4 separate regions of the Mus musculus genome follow, and all the other regions are linked to region 1. A link is a contact called in public HiChIP or PLAC-seq and promoter capture Hi-C data. All regions are on one chromosome and are shown on one strand. The core of a region is the stretch at or near the end of the contact, and the rest is flanking DNA. Distances in the headings are between cores, read along the strand shown.

Region 1 (4,046 bases), core at 1,298-3,797:
CCGGAGTGCTGGGATTAAAGGTGTGCGCCACCATACCCGGTTCAGAAATGTCTTGAAATCACACAAGTAGCCATAGCAGTAAGGAATCTCTAAAATTTCTACAAATATATGAGATTATATGCAAATATATGAGGTGGTTATATTTTGTGGACATCACTATAATGAATGCATTAATAATTCTTTATCTATGTGAGGATGCTCTCTGTCTCCAGGTATTTTTCAAAAATCACCTTCATGACTGGTACTCTCACCTCACCCCTGGACATGCTAGAGGCAAGGTAAAACTTACACAGTCATGGTAACAATAGGAGGGAAGTCCAGAAAGAAAGACATATGATCCAAAGAATAACTTCCCAGGATAGTCAGGTGAAGAAGAGCCTATAGATCTGTTCACTTGATTTTTCTTTTCTCTCTTTCTGTGGCCCCGGAGTTTATGCTTTGCCCAACTGTGTGGAACTGGTAGTGATAGTGTCAGAATATTACAGAAAGCAATTTGTGGCTATGGGGTAAAGCAGACCACTAGATAATCTTTGGAGTCATAAAAGACTTTTAGGAACATCCAACCCTAACCCGGTGTGTTTATTTTAACTACAGGGGGAAACGCAGTTAGAGAGAGAAGCCGCTGGACTCCCAGAGGTAACACAGATAAGTAATGATAAAGCAGGGACCAAGGTCTCTTGATTCCTAGTACTTTGGCCAAGAACTGTAATGTTGACAAAGGACTGAAAAAGGAGAGAGAGAGAGAGAGAGAGAAAGAGAGAGAGAGAGAGAGAGAGAGAGAGAGAGAGAGAGAGAGAGAGAGAGAGAGAGAGAGAGAAGAGGAGAGAATGTAGACTTGGTGAGTTAGAAGGCTAATAGAGTGTTCTCTTATGTGGTCTAAGAGGAAACAAGTTTTGGGGTAAAGGTCCTTGGAAAGAGAAGATTGCACACATTTGTCAAATATTGGTTTTGGCTGTTAGCTCTCCTGCTTGTATGTAAGCTTCCATGACCTGCATCTTTAAGAAATATTTAGATACAAAGAGTCTGTGGAAAGTGGATTCTTCCTTGCTTTTGAAGGAAATGAGCATGTAAAAAAAAATGACTACATGCGGCTCAACAAATACACAACACTTATTTATTACTTATAACGCAACAAGATTTAAACCACTACATGCCTCTAATATAAATATAAACACACAGTTTTTTTTTTTAACCTTGTAAGTTCTCATGACATGATTCTTAGGAATTTACAGAATATAAAGGAGAAACTTTTCCTCTGTGAACTTTTCTAATTTTTTTCTGTGACATTAGAGAAATGGAAGAGCATATACATATCTTACAGTTAACAAAACTAATTTAATTACTTTTTAACACAGTGGTGAAATGAATGGCTTAGCCAGAATTTAGGAATGCAAGAGCATATATAGTCAGTGCTATCAGAGACTTATTTGAAGGGAGATTTTTCAGAAAGTGTTAATTATTTTTTAGTGAATCACTTAGTACTATTAATCGTGAGACTGAACATGACTTCTCCTGAGTTGGAGTGCATTTTGTCTTTGGAAAGGCAGTCTCTGCTTTCTCTACTTCTTTATTTCTTGGCAGTGGTTACTGTTTTATTGATTTGGAGTGGGTCCCGCATTTGGAGTCACACATCCCTAAAGGGTCTGGTTGTGAAATGAAAGTGGAAATTAGACGGCATTGGAACGGGACGAAGGAGTACCTTTAACTTCGGAGGGAACCTGCTAGCCACTTTTCATTGCCTTTTGGGTGCCCTGGGATAAAAGTGGGAGGTGGGTTAAAAAGAAACAAAAAACAAAACAACAACAGCAGCAGGAGCAACGATCACAAAGAAAAGCCAAAGGACATAAGAAAAGCCATGTGCCAAGAGTGAATTAAAAGTAAAGGATATTGAACTTGGAGACCGTTTGCTGTAGACATCATTGGAGTAATTTGTGTAAACAGTGCGGCCACTACGTGCAGTGACAGCGCAATGTTTTTTATTTCTTAATCATGACAGGTAGATAGATAAATACACAAATGAATGAATGAATGAATGGGTGGGTGGAACTCCGCGCCATTTGCTATAGATCCTTGGGCAGAATTACATAATGTGGGTCTGAATATCAACCATATAGAGATTGCTTAATTACTTTGTCGAATCAGGTAAGATAATCAGGTGTGTGTTTAAAAATTTTGATGGAACAACGTTCAGTGGGCAATCGTAACTTTAAACCAGGAAATAGACCCGCAACCCTTACCGCGTTGGTAGGTTACAACTCAAGCCTCGTGGCTGGTGGACTGATAAAATTCTATTTCCTTCCAAAGGGGAGCTGCCCGGAAGTCCTGGTAGGGAAGCTGGGAGCTAGGTGGGCGGTCTAGGACGCACAAAGGAGTTCTGCTGCCTAAGGCGTCCAACGCAACCACAACCTGAGGCTTTGGAGAGTTGGGTTGGACAACCTAGTGTGAGTTGAGAGCTATTCCGGTCTAAGAGTGCTTTGCGCTTGGTTATTGGGGGGAGGAGGGAGGGAAGGGGGAAGGACAGGACCCTGACCACTCCCCTGGACGGAAGCGCAGGTTGGGTCTTGTGGGTCTAAGCCTCTAAAGGTGACTTTGAGCCTCTTTCCCACCTCTTTCTGAAGGATCAGCTGCGAGTTGAAGGAGTGAGAAGAGGTAAGTTGGGACTTTGAGACCTAAACCTGGACATACACTCTGGAATCCTCGGATTCTTCACCTGAGACCACCTTGGGTTAATAAAAGAAGCAGTTGCGGGTGTAGATGGGATGAATAATGTTCAGGGACGGGATTAATTTATTTTTGAGAAGTTTCTGCCGTCAGGAGTCTCCGACCTTAAGGATGATGAGCTCAAAAAATACATTGGTGTTCCTAAGAGTTGGACACCGGGAAGCTAGCTTCGGGAGTGGCAAACTCCGGCGGGTGATAAAAGTGTGAACCTCAGAGAATACTGATAAGCGAATGACTGGGGCCTTCAGGGTCTTAGATGGCTCTGTACTAAACGGAGGTGTATGGGCAAGGCGAGACGCTTTAGAGCTAAAGAATTCTCTAAAATGTGAAGGAAATATTCTCAGACTGGCAGGGCTCAGTCTTTTGTAACTTCCACCACGCTTTCCGAATCTCTGACTTTCGCCCACCATTCCCTCCCACCCCCCACCCCTGAGGCCCAATAATGGCGAGAGCCATTTCTGCGCTTCTCCCTTCTAGATTCTTCCAGATGACCTAAAGCCTCATAGTTGGTGATGTCTCCCGCGCAAAGTTAGCCTCTGGCCCCGTCACTCTATTGGCGGTTCCTAGCCCTCACCACTCCCTAGGGAACCACGTGTGGGAATTTCGCTGGGATGTTAGGATCAGGGAGGGTGACTAAAAATCTCAGTATGTAGTTGTTTTTTCGGAGAGTGGTGTAAGGGATAGGTGGGCAATAGAAGACTACGGAGTGGAAGATTTTTTTTTTTTTTTGAAGTCGGGGTTGTAAAGGCAAAGACCTTGAGCAATTGTGTCTTCTGTTTCCTAGTCGATAGAACCAGCTCTATATTCGCTCTACTGCTTCCCAGCTTCATAAACGGTGAGTTTTGTCTACCTGGGCATCTCCAGCTTTTCTGTATAGGGGACATTTCGTTTGTGTTCCGTACCACCATTGCGCCCAAGGCCCGGGAAGCTCATTAGCCCTTGCGCCACGCCCGTGAAAAAGTGCGGGTAGACCCCGCAGATCAGATTGGGCGGATCTTCCGCTCCATTCCTATAGATCATGAAGGACCTGGTTTTTCTTGATATGGGCCAGGGAAACCCCACCCTACGGGAACCTGTCCTGGCCAGGTGTCCCACCAGAAGCCCAGCGAGCTTCGTCACTCGCATTCCTGTAGATTGCAGCTGGTAGATCCCCGGCAGTCCAAACTTAACTCCCAGCATTTTTGGGTGTGGTACGGGCCCAAAGAAAACCTCTTCTTCTCTCCCCCAAGAACAGATTTTTTTTTTTTTGAGAGTCTTCATATAAAAGCACAATTAAAGTACAGGGTGGGGTAGACCAGACGGGACCTTCGATTTTGTTTTTAGGG
Region 2 (4,132 bases), core at 789-3,288, 600 kb after region 1:
GCCAAGAATACTTAGAACAGACTGAGTTCATGTGTGTCATAGAAGACTAGATGTAGGGACACTTCTAGACCTAATCTGAATGAGACGAGACAGCCCTGGAAGGGGAAGAGCAGGTGGATGCAGAGAACTTTGGAACTTGGGATCTACATGAACATTTCTGTTTCCAGGTACCCATCTTTGGGGATTGTGATCATTATTCATTTTTCAACTCGACGTGATCTTGAATCACCACAGAAATAAGTCTATAAGCATTTTCTGTGAGGGTTTTTTCTAGACAGCATCAATTAAAGTGAAAAGACTTAAATGTGGGTACCCCTTTTGCATTGGTTGGACTCCTGGGCTGAATAAATCAGGATGTAACCTAAGGACAATAGTCCCTCCCTTTGCTTCCTGACTGAAGATGTAAGAAGACCCTCTCCCTGTGTCCTTCCACCTCCAAGATGAACAGTACGCTCAGCTGCACCAGCGTAATCCTGACCTTAGTGAGGTTGCTCTTTTCAAGTATTTTGTCATAGCGAAGAAAAGAATAACTAATAAAGAAATAATGAGGCCCTTTTCCAGTAGGAGTTGTTTGTTTTCTAGATTAACTCATTAATCTTTGAGACTAAAACTAAAATCATTTAACTGCAAAAGATCTTCCTTTTCTGCTTGATTTCTATTTTTACAAAACAGTTGGTTTTATTCTATTTATAGTCTCTCTCTCTCTCTCTCTCTCTCTCTCTCTCTCTCTCTCTGTGTGTGTGTGTGTGTGTGTGTGTTTGTGTGTGTGTGTGTGTGTTTGTGTGTGTGATTTGTGAGCACATATGTAGATGAGTACCCGTGCTTGTGGAGGATGTCAAGTTTCCTGCTCACTCTGCTTTTTAGCCGTAATTCTTGGAATTCTTTGATAATTTTACACAATGTGTTCTGATCACATTTATGCATCCCAAATCCTATTCTCTGCCTTAAATCTCTGAGAATTCCTCACCGAGTCTGCAGCTATGACACTGGCACCCAGAAAGCTAAGTGATCCTTCTGTCTCCATCTGCTGGGGTTACAGGTACACAACACAGCCATACTTGGTTTATGTTAAGCGGGCACTGAGATCTGAACTCGGGTCCTCATGCTTGGACAGCAAGCGTTCCTACCCACTAAGCCCACTCTCAAGCCTCTAGATTTTTTTTTTTAATTCAGCAATCTGACAACTGGATCCAAGTACTAAAGTGCCTCTAGGTTCAGAAATTTCATGGTTAATCCAGGCACTGATAGACCTTGCAGACGACACCTGTAGACGACTTTATAGGGAATCGTTTTCCCCATAGTCTGATCTTAACAGCTGGATCATCTATGGCAGGGACAAACCTTAGTGTGCAGCATGATAAAAGAACAGGTTTTAGAAGGAAAAAGAAAGAAAGAAAGAAAGAAAGAAAGAAAGAAAGAAAGAAAGAAAGAAAGAAAGAAAGACGGAGGGAGGGAGGGAGGGAGGGAGGGAGGGAGGGAGGAAGGAAGGAAGGAAGGAAGGAAGGAAGGAAGGAAGGAAGGAAGGAAGGAAGGAAGGAAGGAAGGAAGGAAGGAAGGAAGAGAGAAAACAAGCAAGCCCTGTTTGGTCTTTTTAACATGCAGCCAACAGTACTCGGGAAGAGTTTGCCCAGGATCCTGGCTCCACCGGATTTCACGTTCCTTTCCCGTTTTACCACTAAGAAAGAAGTCCAATCATCCTTTACCAAATGTTTTCCATAGCCAGAGGATTCATTGATTGGAAATGATAAGTTCATAGCAACGTAGACCTCTAACAGATGGCAGTAAAAGGGTTTGAAAATATTTCAGAACCTGTCTAATTTCCATTCCCCAAATGTTCTCCGGCTCGCTCAGGTCCCGCCCCTGCCCTCTTTATAACCGCTTCTTCCTTTGTTTCCGATACTCCCATTTAGCTATAATTTATACTTCCTTCTGCTCCAAGACCAGATCCAAATTAGCCATGGAACAGGAGAGACTCCAGAAAGAAAACTTGCATTTTAAGATGTGTCCCTTTATCCTGTTGGCTGAACATTCCATTAAAGACAAAGAGAAGTGCAGGCTTTCTCTGTGCTCAGTTTTCCGTAAGACAAGGGCTGCTTGCTGCCAATAGACTGCTTCTGCTGTAAGCAGAAGAACAAGCTCAGTTCACGGGGAGAAAGGGGGCTTTAGTTTTGTCTAGGATAAAAAACAAAAACAAACAAAACTTAACATAGCATTGCGGTCATACAGAATAGACACTCCAAACCTCTCCGAGAGTCTTCACTGGATAATTTGTCGTTAGCAGGATATTTTTGATCCATTAACTCCAATTCTATCACTGTGCTATTTAAGTGACCCTCAGTCTTATAACAGAAATAAAAATTTGAACATATATAACATATAAAAATGTTTTATGCCTTTTTAAAATGCTTACATATGGTTTGCCTCTACTTTGTCCCTAAATCCTAACGATAACCTGACATTGGCAGACATGTTCTTTGTTCTGTTTTATAGGTATGGCAACTGAAAGAGGAAAGAGGTCGCCTGATCCTCCTGCTCCATATCATGTACCTGGAGCTGACCCTTCTACCAAACATGTTTGTAAACAGCAACTGTTTTGTTCTGGGCTAAAAATAATAAGTTCTCATTTGTAATTTAAAATATGTAGGAAATGCAAAATAATACAAAGACGAAACGAGAAGGCCTTAGGTAGCTCCTCCATTCAGAGAAAACACAAGCCATTTTGTTTTAAGCATGCACCACCACCACTATACAACTGATCTTTTTCTCTTTGTGTTTACATAACAGTCTACCAGTTCAGCCATACATAACATACATAACAGTCATAACATACATAACAGTACATAACATACATAACATACATAACAGTCATAACATACATAACAGTCTACCAGTTCAGCCATACATAACATACATAACAGTCATAACATACATAACAGTACATAACATACATAACATACATAACAGTCATAACATACATAACAGTCTACCAGTTCAGCCATACATAACATACATAACAGTCATAACATACATAACAGTACATAACATACATAACATACATAACAGTCATAACATACATAACAGTCTACCAGTTCAGCCATACATAGTTTAACCAATCGCTCTCAGTGCCCTGTTTCTTGTTTTCTCCTGTCGCGACTGACCATGACTGTCAGAGGCTACAGCAGCGATGCTAAGGAAATATGAGCTCTGACTCTTTCCAGAAGATTCAGTCCTAGAAGTGGACTTCCCAGGTTGAAAGGCCGCCAGTCACTCTGAGACTTTGGATAGGCATTGGCAAGACACCTCCTCCCAAAGGCTGTTCCTACAGCTGCTGCAGTGGTAGCCCCTACCTGGAACAAGCTCTGGTCAAATGCTCTTTCCCTCAGCCTTTATGTAACATGTATTATCTTGAGGCAGAAGACATAGTGAGGAGATAAATGTGGAGCCCATCTGAGGACACTGTTCTGTAACACCCAAGGCTGACAAGCATCCATTTACATGAAGAAACCAAGGAGAAAGAACTGGAAATCAGGACATGTTACAGATTCTCAACACCTGCCCTCAGTGACATTTTACTTTATGTCCAAAAGGCTCCATGGCCTCCTCAAACAGTGCCACCAACAGAGGAGTGAGCATTCAAATACAAAAGCTTACAAGGGACAGATTTCTTTCAAACCACTGTGTTTGTGTGTGTGTGTGTGTGTGTGTGTGTGTGTGTGTGTGTGTGTAAAATTGTGAAAGAATAAAGATATAAGCAAAAGAATAGAGATGTTGGAATCAAGTCATTCTTAGGTCAAAGAAAAAAAAGCCACGTCAGGCCTTCCCTCCCTTTCTCTTCCCCTCCCCTCCCCTCCCCTCCCTTTCCCCCCTCCCCTTCCTTTCCCTTTTCTTCTCTTCCCTTTCCCTTCCCTCTCCCTCCCTTCCCCTTCCTCTTTCCTTCCCCTTCCCTTCCTTTCCCTCCTGTATCCTCTTTCCTTTAATCTTTTTATTCTGGGCTAATACACACTGATATGATGATAACCATTTTGAAACCTGCATGTTAGTGTCATTAAGAACATCCATATTGCTGTAACCAATCACCATCATCCACGTCTATAACCCTTGCATCTTCTCTTGCAGAAATTCTGAATGTACA
Region 3 (4,032 bases), core at 709-3,208, 820 kb after region 1:
AGATGGCCAGGAATAGTTGACAAAATAAACAAACTCAGTGGTATTTTTGTGAAGCTTTTTGTTTTGTTTTGGTATTTTTAAATTTTATTCATTTTTTTTCCTGCTCATTTTAACTTTCATTTCTGTGTTGTTGATGGGGGGGGTTGTTCCTTGTTTACTTTTGTTTCTTATTTTGTCAGAGAGAGAAGAGAGAGAGAGTTAAAACAAGTGTGTTATACCGCCCCCACCAGAAAACCGCTGACAATGGTATGCTTTGGTTTTTTGATTGGTTATTAAAAAGAAAAAAAAAACTCAGAATTTTAATGGAGTTTTCATATTTGAGAAAATGGGCAATTTTCAAAAGCAAAGCAATTAATCGAATATAATTATAGTGGAAAAGCAGAGGTGTACCTGTCTGGTCGAGCGCTTAGGGAGCATGCACAGAGCCGCAGCACTGTGCAGAGGGTGGTAGTGCTCACCTGTGATTGGGAGACAGAACGAAGAGGATCAGAGGTTCAAGGTCACCTTGGTTACAGGAAAGTTCATGGCTAGGCTGGGCTGTGAGCGACTCTGCCTCAAAAATAAACAAATACATCCATACTAGCCCTGGAAATGAATACATGAAAACAAATTAGATTCAATAACTGCCTAGGTAGAGGACGTTCATGACCCTCTTTCTAGGGAGCTGCAGTCAGTAAGGCTTCCCTCAGTGTCACCATCCTGCCACAGCAGACCCACCAGTGCTAGAGTGTTCTGTTTGTCTGGCGAATGTGAGGAAGCATATGTGGTGTGTGTAGTCTTGTGTATCTGCACACATGTGGAGGTGCATGCCTATGTAGAAGCCAGGGAAGGACACTGGGTGTCTTGCTCTATTATCTCTGCATCATTGCCTTGAAGCAGGCCTCTCACTCAATGTGGAGCTACCTCGCTAGCCTGGCAACTTGTGAGTCTCTGACATGACAGTGTTGAAGTGATGGACCAAGTGTTTGGCCACAGCCAGAGGGTGCCAGGGATCATAGAAATCAAGTATTCACCCTTACCTGGCCCTTTTCCACTGAGCCATTTCCCCAGGTCCTAGCTAGTGATTTTAGGTTTCAATCATATATATATTCAGTCATAGAAGAAGGGAAGACACTATGAAAGGTATAAAATAAGTCTAAGTGCCCTAACCTGTTGGGAAGAAACCCTTCAGACCAGTGGTTCTTAACCTTCCCAATGCTGTGGCCCTTAGTTCTTCATGTTGTGGTGACCACTAATCATGAAATTATTTCATTTCTACTTCATAACTTTAATTTTGGTACTATTATGAACCATAATGTAAATATCTGATAGACAACCCCCAAAGGGGTTGTGTGGGACTCACAGGTGGAGAACCACTGCCTTGGAACATTTCTTCCTACAAAATATTGTAGAAAATTTTCACCACATTCTTTTCCAATGCCTGAAATTCTCTGCCACCTTAGGACTTTGAAAGGCACGGATCACCTTAAAAACCCAGGTTCCGTGGACATTCCACGACACCTTAGCCTGGTTTAGTCAATGAGCAGAAACTGGACATTTTTTTAATTTTAAACTTTAAATTTGCCTTATTTGAGTTAAATATTTCTTGATCAGATATCTAACCACATTGGACATAATTTTGTGTATAGAGAGGAAAGAGGGATAAAAGGAGAAGATGCTAGCTAGCCCTCAGAAGACCTGTCTGTTGGAGAAGAAAGCAAACAGGGCTCGGTGAGAGCAGGTTGAGTAATGGCCGGTGCCTGAAGAATCCAGACAAGGCTGGGAAGCTCAGGGGAACTTCTGCAACCCCAGCAGCTTTCAGATTGTTTAACGTATGACTCAGAAAAAAAAAAATCTCATACATTCTCACTGCCGCAAAATCATGGTTAAGAAAAACAAAGGCACCATTAGACAGCGTAGAAGCAGCATGGCCACCCTCTCTGCTAGACCCACACATCCTTGAGTGCTCCCCTTGGGTCCTCTAGAAGGGCTCAAAGCACACGTGACTCTCTTTTTCTACCCTGGATTCTTTTGTTACTACATAGCGCCTGGGTCTTGGTAGTGGGCAGTGAATGCCAGCTCCTAGGTGAATCTTCTCTTACCTAAGCCGACAGCTGTAATCCTTATTCATAAGGTTCATCTCTGCTTTCACTTTTGATCCTTAACCTTTTATTGCCTATGGCTGAATTATTTCACAGCTAGGAAAATGAGCAGCAGAATGCTTGAGAATGGCTTAGTGAATTCCAACTCATAAATAAAGCTCAGACAGAAAAGCTTTCGCTTTCTGTTCTCCTTTGACCTTCAGCCTGTGTCACCTCCAGAGGCAGTTTTGCCCTGCTGTGCGGTTATGGTCATTTATGCTTGTAATCTACTCTGCAAATACTTCCTGGGAAAGGAACCACAGTCGTTGGTTTCTACACGGAGTTTTTCTTGCCCTCTTTTCTTACACCCTAAAGATACAATCCACCTCTTGAGAAATTCCTCAGGTCTTTGCACGCAAAGATGAAGGTAGCTCCAGACTCCACAGCTTCAATTTAACAAGTCTTGTTTTCCTTCCTGCATCAAGGTGAGGATTCTCCCACAGAGACAAGTTAATACCTTCTTCCAATGAGCAGTGATTGCCTCCAGCATCTTGAAACAAAGCCAATGTAGAAAGTTTTTCTGATCTTCACTTCCCGCCCAGAGCGTTTCCTGCTACAGCATCAGCTGTGTTGCTTACCCGGTATCCGCTATCTCCCTTTTCTGGTTGTATTTTATCTAAATCATCTTCACTCTAGTTGAGCTAAGGCGGTGTGGTTTTGCAAATTAAATCAGTTGTGGGTTTCTGCATATGTCTCCTCCCTGTGTTTACTAAGCTTTTTTTTTTTTTTAATTTTATTTTAAAAATATTGTATGTCTGTTTTTATCTTAGCAGCTGTGAAGGGAGGTTTGTTGGACTCAGGGCTCTTTTCAACCAAATCCCAGGCAATTTAGAAGGATGTGCTTGTAAGAAACAGGAATAAATGCTGTTGTGAGAGTGTCCCTTAAATATTGATGGAGTGAATTCCCTTTAAAATTTAAGTACATGCGTGAGAGATTATCTTGCACATACTTAAAAGAGTTCATGAGTCTAGATTTACACCTTTGTTTGGAGGCAAAGTCTGACATGTTCTTCCTTGCTGTTTTTCTGCGTGGTGCAGGCCAGATGGCCCCCAGGCCTCGCCTGTGTGCACCTCTTGTCTCTTCTTACCTCAAAAAATTCTGGGATTGCAGGTGCATGCAGCTGCCTAAGGGTTTTTTTTTTGTTTTTGTTTTTGTTTTGTTTTGTTTTGTTTTGTTTTGTTTTTTGGGTTTTTTTTTTTTCATAGTTTCTCCCGAAACTATGAAAAACTATGATCCACAGTTGAAACATCAGGTTTATGTGGCAGGTTGTTTTACCCACTGAGCCATCTCAACGCCTCCCCCCCCCCCCCCAAAAAAAAGGCAATTTTTAAGGAAGACAAGTCACACGGTCAGTGTAGAAAAGGAACAGGCCACATAAAAAGGCAGTTTGCTTTAGCTCCATCATTACGATCTGGGGAAACACATATGACATTCTCACCCTAACAGATTGGTCCTGGTGATTACTGAATGCAGTAGATAAAACAAGATTAAATACATGTGCAGAATTTGTAACATGGACACAGTGAGGGAGGCGAAGGACTCATGGGTGGTTCTAGTATTTCTAGCTGGGAAGATTTAGTAGGCCATGATGCTACTGCTGAAGACAAGACCTAGAAGAGAAACGTAGGTGTCTGAGGAAAGGCAGAAATCCTATCTGGCTTGGCTATGCATGTGAGACTGTGAACCGCTTGGGTAAGATGCACAGTTGAAATTTTGAGAATGAAAGAAGTGCATATATATATATATATATATATATATATATATATGTATTGTCCAGGAAAGAAGTGCTTGTCAAAGTTGATCACGGTGTTGCACATGCCATCAAGACAGAGACAGACAATTTCGATTGGCCAAAATGTTTTTTTAGAAAAGAAGGGAGTAAAGGAAAGCCCAGATGGGTTCCATAAAGCC
Region 4 (4,175 bases), core at 410-2,909, 730 kb after region 1:
TGGTCAGGTTCAGTTACTTCTGAGTCCCCACTGCAAAGTAGGACTGACCGTCCCTCGTCCAGGGTGAACACGTCTGAGTTCTAGTTCTGGCAGGAGTGTTTGACCACCTCATTGGGTGTGGAGAACATCTTGTCACACAGGTTGCACTTATAGGGCTTGTTGGCCTGCATCCCCATATTGTCCATCTGGCTGCCTTCCTCGAACGTGCAGAGCTCCAGTGTCTGCTTGTCCACCATGGTGTAGGTGTCAATGCTCTGGTTGAGGCACACGTGGCGTGTGGCCTGGTTGGCCCTACAGAAGCTCTTGTCACAGGTGCTGCCCTTGAAGGGTTTGCCCGTGTGAATGTACATGTGCTCACGCCAGTGCCTTTTCTGGATGAACTTGCGGCCGCAGATCGTGCACTCATACTTGCGCCTCTTCACTTCCCTCTCTTGGTCCGCCTGCTCCAGGTTGTCGATGTCTGCAATGTCTGAGGGCTGTGGTGTCTCCGACTGTTGCTGCCCATCGATGATGTGGGAGTCGGAGATGTGCTGCAGCTCGCTGTCGCTGATCATTCCTGCCTCTGGTACTTCCAGAGCCTCCTTGCCCAGGTCGGCCGCATTGCTGCAGAGCGACAAGGGCCCAGGGCCTTCCCCTGGCGGGCCAGCAGTGAAGGGCACCCCGGTGTGGATCTCCAGGTGCGCAGCGAGAAGCGACGGCCGCACAGGTGGCAGGCTTAGTACTTGGGGAAGCTTCCATTCCTCTTCATGATGCTTGGCTTTACGTGGGCGATCGTAAGGGATGATGGCTGCTCGTCAGCGGAAGAGGCCTCTAGGTTGGTCTCCTCCCCAGGAGGAGGGGGAGGCACAGGTGTGGAGACAAGTTCAGGTGACAGCGAGGTCTGCAGGGGGGTCTGCGGGAGTTATATTTGTCCGATTCACCTGGGCTAGGTTTGAAGTCAGCTGGGACAGCTGCGAGGTCTCTGGTACAGGCTCCTGGTTCATCCTGGATGCCTGTGGCCTAGGCTCCCGCCCAAGTTTCTCAGGCCCTAAATTCATCTTGGTGGCTTGTCTCAGCAGATGGTCTGCAATCTGAATGCCGTACAAGGATGAGGCCAGAGGGAAGACTTGCTCGGGATAGGAAAAGCTGCCTTGGCTGGCAAGGCTGGCTTCCTGGATAAGGGGGTATGCGTGAAGGAATTTGATCCCTTGCTCTAGCCTCACAGGGTCGATGAGCTGTGGGGCCATCTTCCCTGTGTACATCAGGTGGAGCAGATAGCTGAATATGTCAGGCTGTATGTCAGTGGGCTTCAGGCGGACGCATTCACTGGTCTGATGGACAAACAACATCTTAAAGTAATTGGAGAATGAAGCGAGAACTGATTTGTGTGCCTTGAAGTACACATCGCCGATTGCAACCGTGCAGTCACACAGGAAACCAAACTCTCGCTGAGCGTTTAACTGCTGCAGTAGAATAAGTCCATGGTTGGTCAAATCCATTTTTAAAAATATCTGTCGCAGGTGCGGGCGGCCGTGGCGGGGCGTGAGGGGGGAGGCAGAGCCGGGCGGCCTGGGCTAACTGTCCCCGCCGCCGCCTCTGCCCCGCGTTGCTGCTGCTGCTGCTGCTGCTGCTGCTGCTTGCTGCTGCCGCCGGCCCGTGTCTTCTACGCGGTGGTGGGCGGAGGCGGGGTTTTTCCTGTTAAGGTCACATGACCGAGAGAGCGGAGCCTGATTCTTCTTAATACCCCTAGCTCAACAGAGCTCAACTTCTTCATCTATAACATCAATGTTTGGGGAAAATATTCAATTCTCTAACACTGTCTGAGTGAATACATTGTATCTTTGGGACCTGATAATTCCTGCATTTGTGTTTTTTGTCTTCTCTGCTATATTCTTCCCATTCTCCACTACTCCCTCCACCAACAGATCACAAGAATGAGATAATCAGCTGGGTGGTGGTGGCGCACACCTTTAATCCCAGCACTTGGGAAGCAGAAGCGGGTGGATTTCTGAGTTCGAGGCCAGCCTGGTCTACAAAGTGAGTTCCAGGACGGCGAGGGCTACACAGAGAAGCCCTGTCTTGAAACAAACAAACAAACAAAGAATGAGATAATCAGAACTTCCTTATGCTACGGATTTGTAAGCCTGAGTTATGATCATTTGCAACATGCTATAATGTTTTGTGCCTACCCAAGCATGAAATAAGATGTAGATGCTAGATTTAATACCATATTAATATATAGTGTGGATGTAAGTTTATGTGTGTACTTACTCTATTAGGCCCAGCAAATATCATTTTACCATATCCATCTGGTTCTTACAATCGTCCTCCCTCATCTTATGTAATGATCCTTGGGAGGAGGGGTGTGATACAGGTGCCCCCACTGAGAGTAAGCAACCCATGGCTCTCATTCTTTTTGTGCTGACCAGTGTGGGTCTCTGTATTGATCATTACTTGATAGGGAAAAAGGTTCTTTTATGAGGGTGGAGAGACTCACTAGTCTATAAGTATTTTGAATCTTTAGATACCTGTGTTCAAATGAGTGATTTGATATCATATCCACACATCCACAGTCAAATTCTGTTGCTAAAGCAGATCCAACAGGTTTGACTTAATCACAAAGCAGGATCTTAAGTGGGGCGGTGGTGGCTCACGCCTTTAATCCCAGCGCTCAGGAGGCAGAGGCAGGCGGATTTCTGAGTTCGAGGCCAGCTTGGTCTACAGAGTGAGTTCCAGGACAGCCAGGGCTACACAGAGAAACCCTGTCTCGAAACACCCCCCCCCCAGAAAAAAAGCAGTATCTTCTATTTCTTTGTATTTCTACTAGTAGTCAATCTTGTGCAGATTTTGAATTTGTATTTAAATAAAATAGGGTAAGTAGCTGTTTTCTCGAGAATTTTATTTTATTTGCAAATAACACTTAAACTAGTCAGTTGAATTAATATGATACATAAGGATATGTTTTCCTGCAAACACGGCATTATATATAAGAAATGAAGTGTTTATCCAAATTACAGTATCAATTTCACTTGGCAGAAGGCCCTGGGTTCTCAAAAAGGAGAGAGAGAAACCTGAGTTTGATGATGGAACGTTAAGGACTATGAAATGGAAATGAGCATTTGAGTTGATCTGCAAATATTCATGGGGAAAACCACATGTAAAAACCACTGTTTTCTTGACCTTTTTTCTTTCTCATTTTATAAGAACCTGAAACCCTTGCTACATGGGGATTGGGTTCTTTATCTGCAAAGAAAGAATTGGATGGGTCCACTTTTGCTCTCCTCTTTCTCTTAGAATGTCTATCATCAGGGACTCAGATTCTGCAGAAGGAAAGGAAAGGAAAGGAAAGGAAAGGAAAGGAAAGGAAAGGAAAGGAAAGGAAAGGAAAGGAAAAAGGAATGGAAAAAGGAAAGGCAAGGCAAGGCAAGGCAAGGCAAGGCAAGGCAAGGCAAGGCAAGGCAAGGCAAGGCAAGGCAAGGCAAGGCAAGGCAAGGCAAGGGAATCCTGCCTTCCAAAGGGCCTAGATGTGGCACAGGATATAAGAACAGAAAAGTGGGTAAGAAGGGTCTCTGACAGAGGCTTCATACTTGAGTAGGAGAGTTTATTAGAGAATTAAATATTAACGAGGGGCCAGAAAGATGGCTCAGTGGATAAAGGTACTTGCCGTGCAATCATGGTAACCTGAGTTCAACCCCAGAACCTATTTAAAAGTAGAAGTAGAGAACCCACTCTCCACCAAGTTGTCCTCTGATCTTCACATGTGCACAGTGGCATGTGCATGTACATATATACATCATACACTCATGAGCATAATAATAAATGTTTTCTTAATAAATGATAAACTAAATGGGAAGGTCCCAGTCAGAAATTTAAAGTGGAAAGGTGCTATGTCTTAAACTTAGATGATAATGTTTCCAAGAGGATTTGAGCCCCCAAATCTAATGAAGGGCATCCATTAGTTTATACAAATGAGAGTAAGAAATTCACGTCTCTGAGCTTTGATTCCTCAAACATGAGCATGAACAGTATTAACACTGGATTTTCAAAGATTCTCAAAGAAATCGTCGAGAAGAGTGGTTCTTCAGCTGATGGGCGTAGTAAGGGAGCTGGTATCTTACCCTTCGAGTCCACCCAGGGCACACTTTTCAAACAGGGCTTTGCCTCTGGAGTCGTTGCTGAAGTCGAGCAGAGTCACA

Evidence for each region. Promoter capture Hi-C pulls out the DNA fragments that hold promoters and counts their contacts. HiChIP or PLAC-seq counts read pairs in DNA pulled down with a chosen protein or histone mark.
Region 2: a contact with region 1 is called in an H3K4me3 HiChIP or PLAC-seq map of embryonic forebrain, with 5 times the contacts expected there. The contact joins the enhancer-like site here to the promoter of Sfmbt2 in region 1. A contact is called at or near these places in 3 of 39 promoter capture datasets (hippocampal neurons and liver), 1 of 484 Hi-C or Micro-C datasets (cortical neurons) and 4 of 115 datasets of contacts at active chromatin or transcription factors (embryonic basal ganglia, embryonic forebrain, forebrain and 1 more).
Region 3: a promoter capture Hi-C map of liver shows a contact between it and region 1, with 2.6 times the contacts expected there. The contact joins the enhancer-like site here to the promoter of Sfmbt2 in region 1. A contact is called at or near these places in 4 of 39 promoter capture datasets (the HPC-7 cell line, frontonasal cranial neural crest, hippocampal neurons and 1 more) and 2 of 115 datasets of contacts at active chromatin or transcription factors (T-cell acute lymphoblastic leukemia and embryonic forebrain).
Region 4: a contact with region 1 is called in an H3K4me3 HiChIP or PLAC-seq map of craniofacial prominence, with 6 times the contacts expected there. The contact joins the enhancer-like site here to the promoter of Sfmbt2 in region 1. A contact is called at or near these places in 7 of 39 promoter capture datasets (the C10 cell line, the HPC-7 cell line, cranial neural crest and 4 more), 2 of 15 datasets of contacts at CTCF or cohesin (large pre-B cells and stem cell-derived epiblast-like cells), 3 of 484 Hi-C or Micro-C datasets (cerebral cortex, forebrain and lens fibers), 9 of 115 datasets of contacts at active chromatin or transcription factors (craniofacial prominence, embryonic basal ganglia, embryonic forebrain and 6 more) and 1 of 9 other capture datasets (embryonic stem cells).

What each region holds. Positions count from the first base shown.
Region 1 is chr2:10,367,904-10,371,949 of GRCm38.p6, forward strand. Sfmbt2 (Scm-like with four mbt domains 2) reads left to right here and starts at 2,548. Exons shown (of 23, transcript NM_001198808.1): 1 at 2,548-2,649.
Region 2 is chr2:10,967,428-10,971,559 of GRCm38.p6, forward strand. No RefSeq gene overlaps it. Among named protein-coding and RNA genes, the nearest start is that of Gm23877, 45 kb to the right of the region's middle. Within about 2 kb of position 2,039, at least 5 of the 459 cell types and tissues checked have an H3K27ac peak or open chromatin away from gene starts, as enhancers often do. A contact at or near this core is called in embryonic forebrain and neural tube, where this site is marked.
Region 3 is chr2:11,190,688-11,194,719 of GRCm38.p6, forward strand. The region is part of intron 1 of Prkcq (protein kinase C, theta); the gene reads left to right. Among named protein-coding and RNA genes, the nearest start is that of Prkcq, 20 kb to the left of the region's middle. Within about 2 kb of position 1,959, at least 114 of the 459 cell types and tissues checked have an H3K27ac peak or open chromatin away from gene starts, as enhancers often do. A contact at or near this core is called in the HPC-7 cell line, T-cell acute lymphoblastic leukemia and liver, where this site is marked.
Region 4 is chr2:11,098,787-11,102,961 of GRCm38.p6, forward strand. It overlaps the pseudogene Gm13294. Among named protein-coding and RNA genes, the nearest start is that of Gm13264, 64 kb to the left of the region's middle. Within about 2 kb of position 1,660, at least 40 of the 459 cell types and tissues checked have an H3K27ac peak or open chromatin away from gene starts, as enhancers often do. A contact at or near this core is called in craniofacial prominence and second pharyngeal arch cranial neural crest, where this site is marked.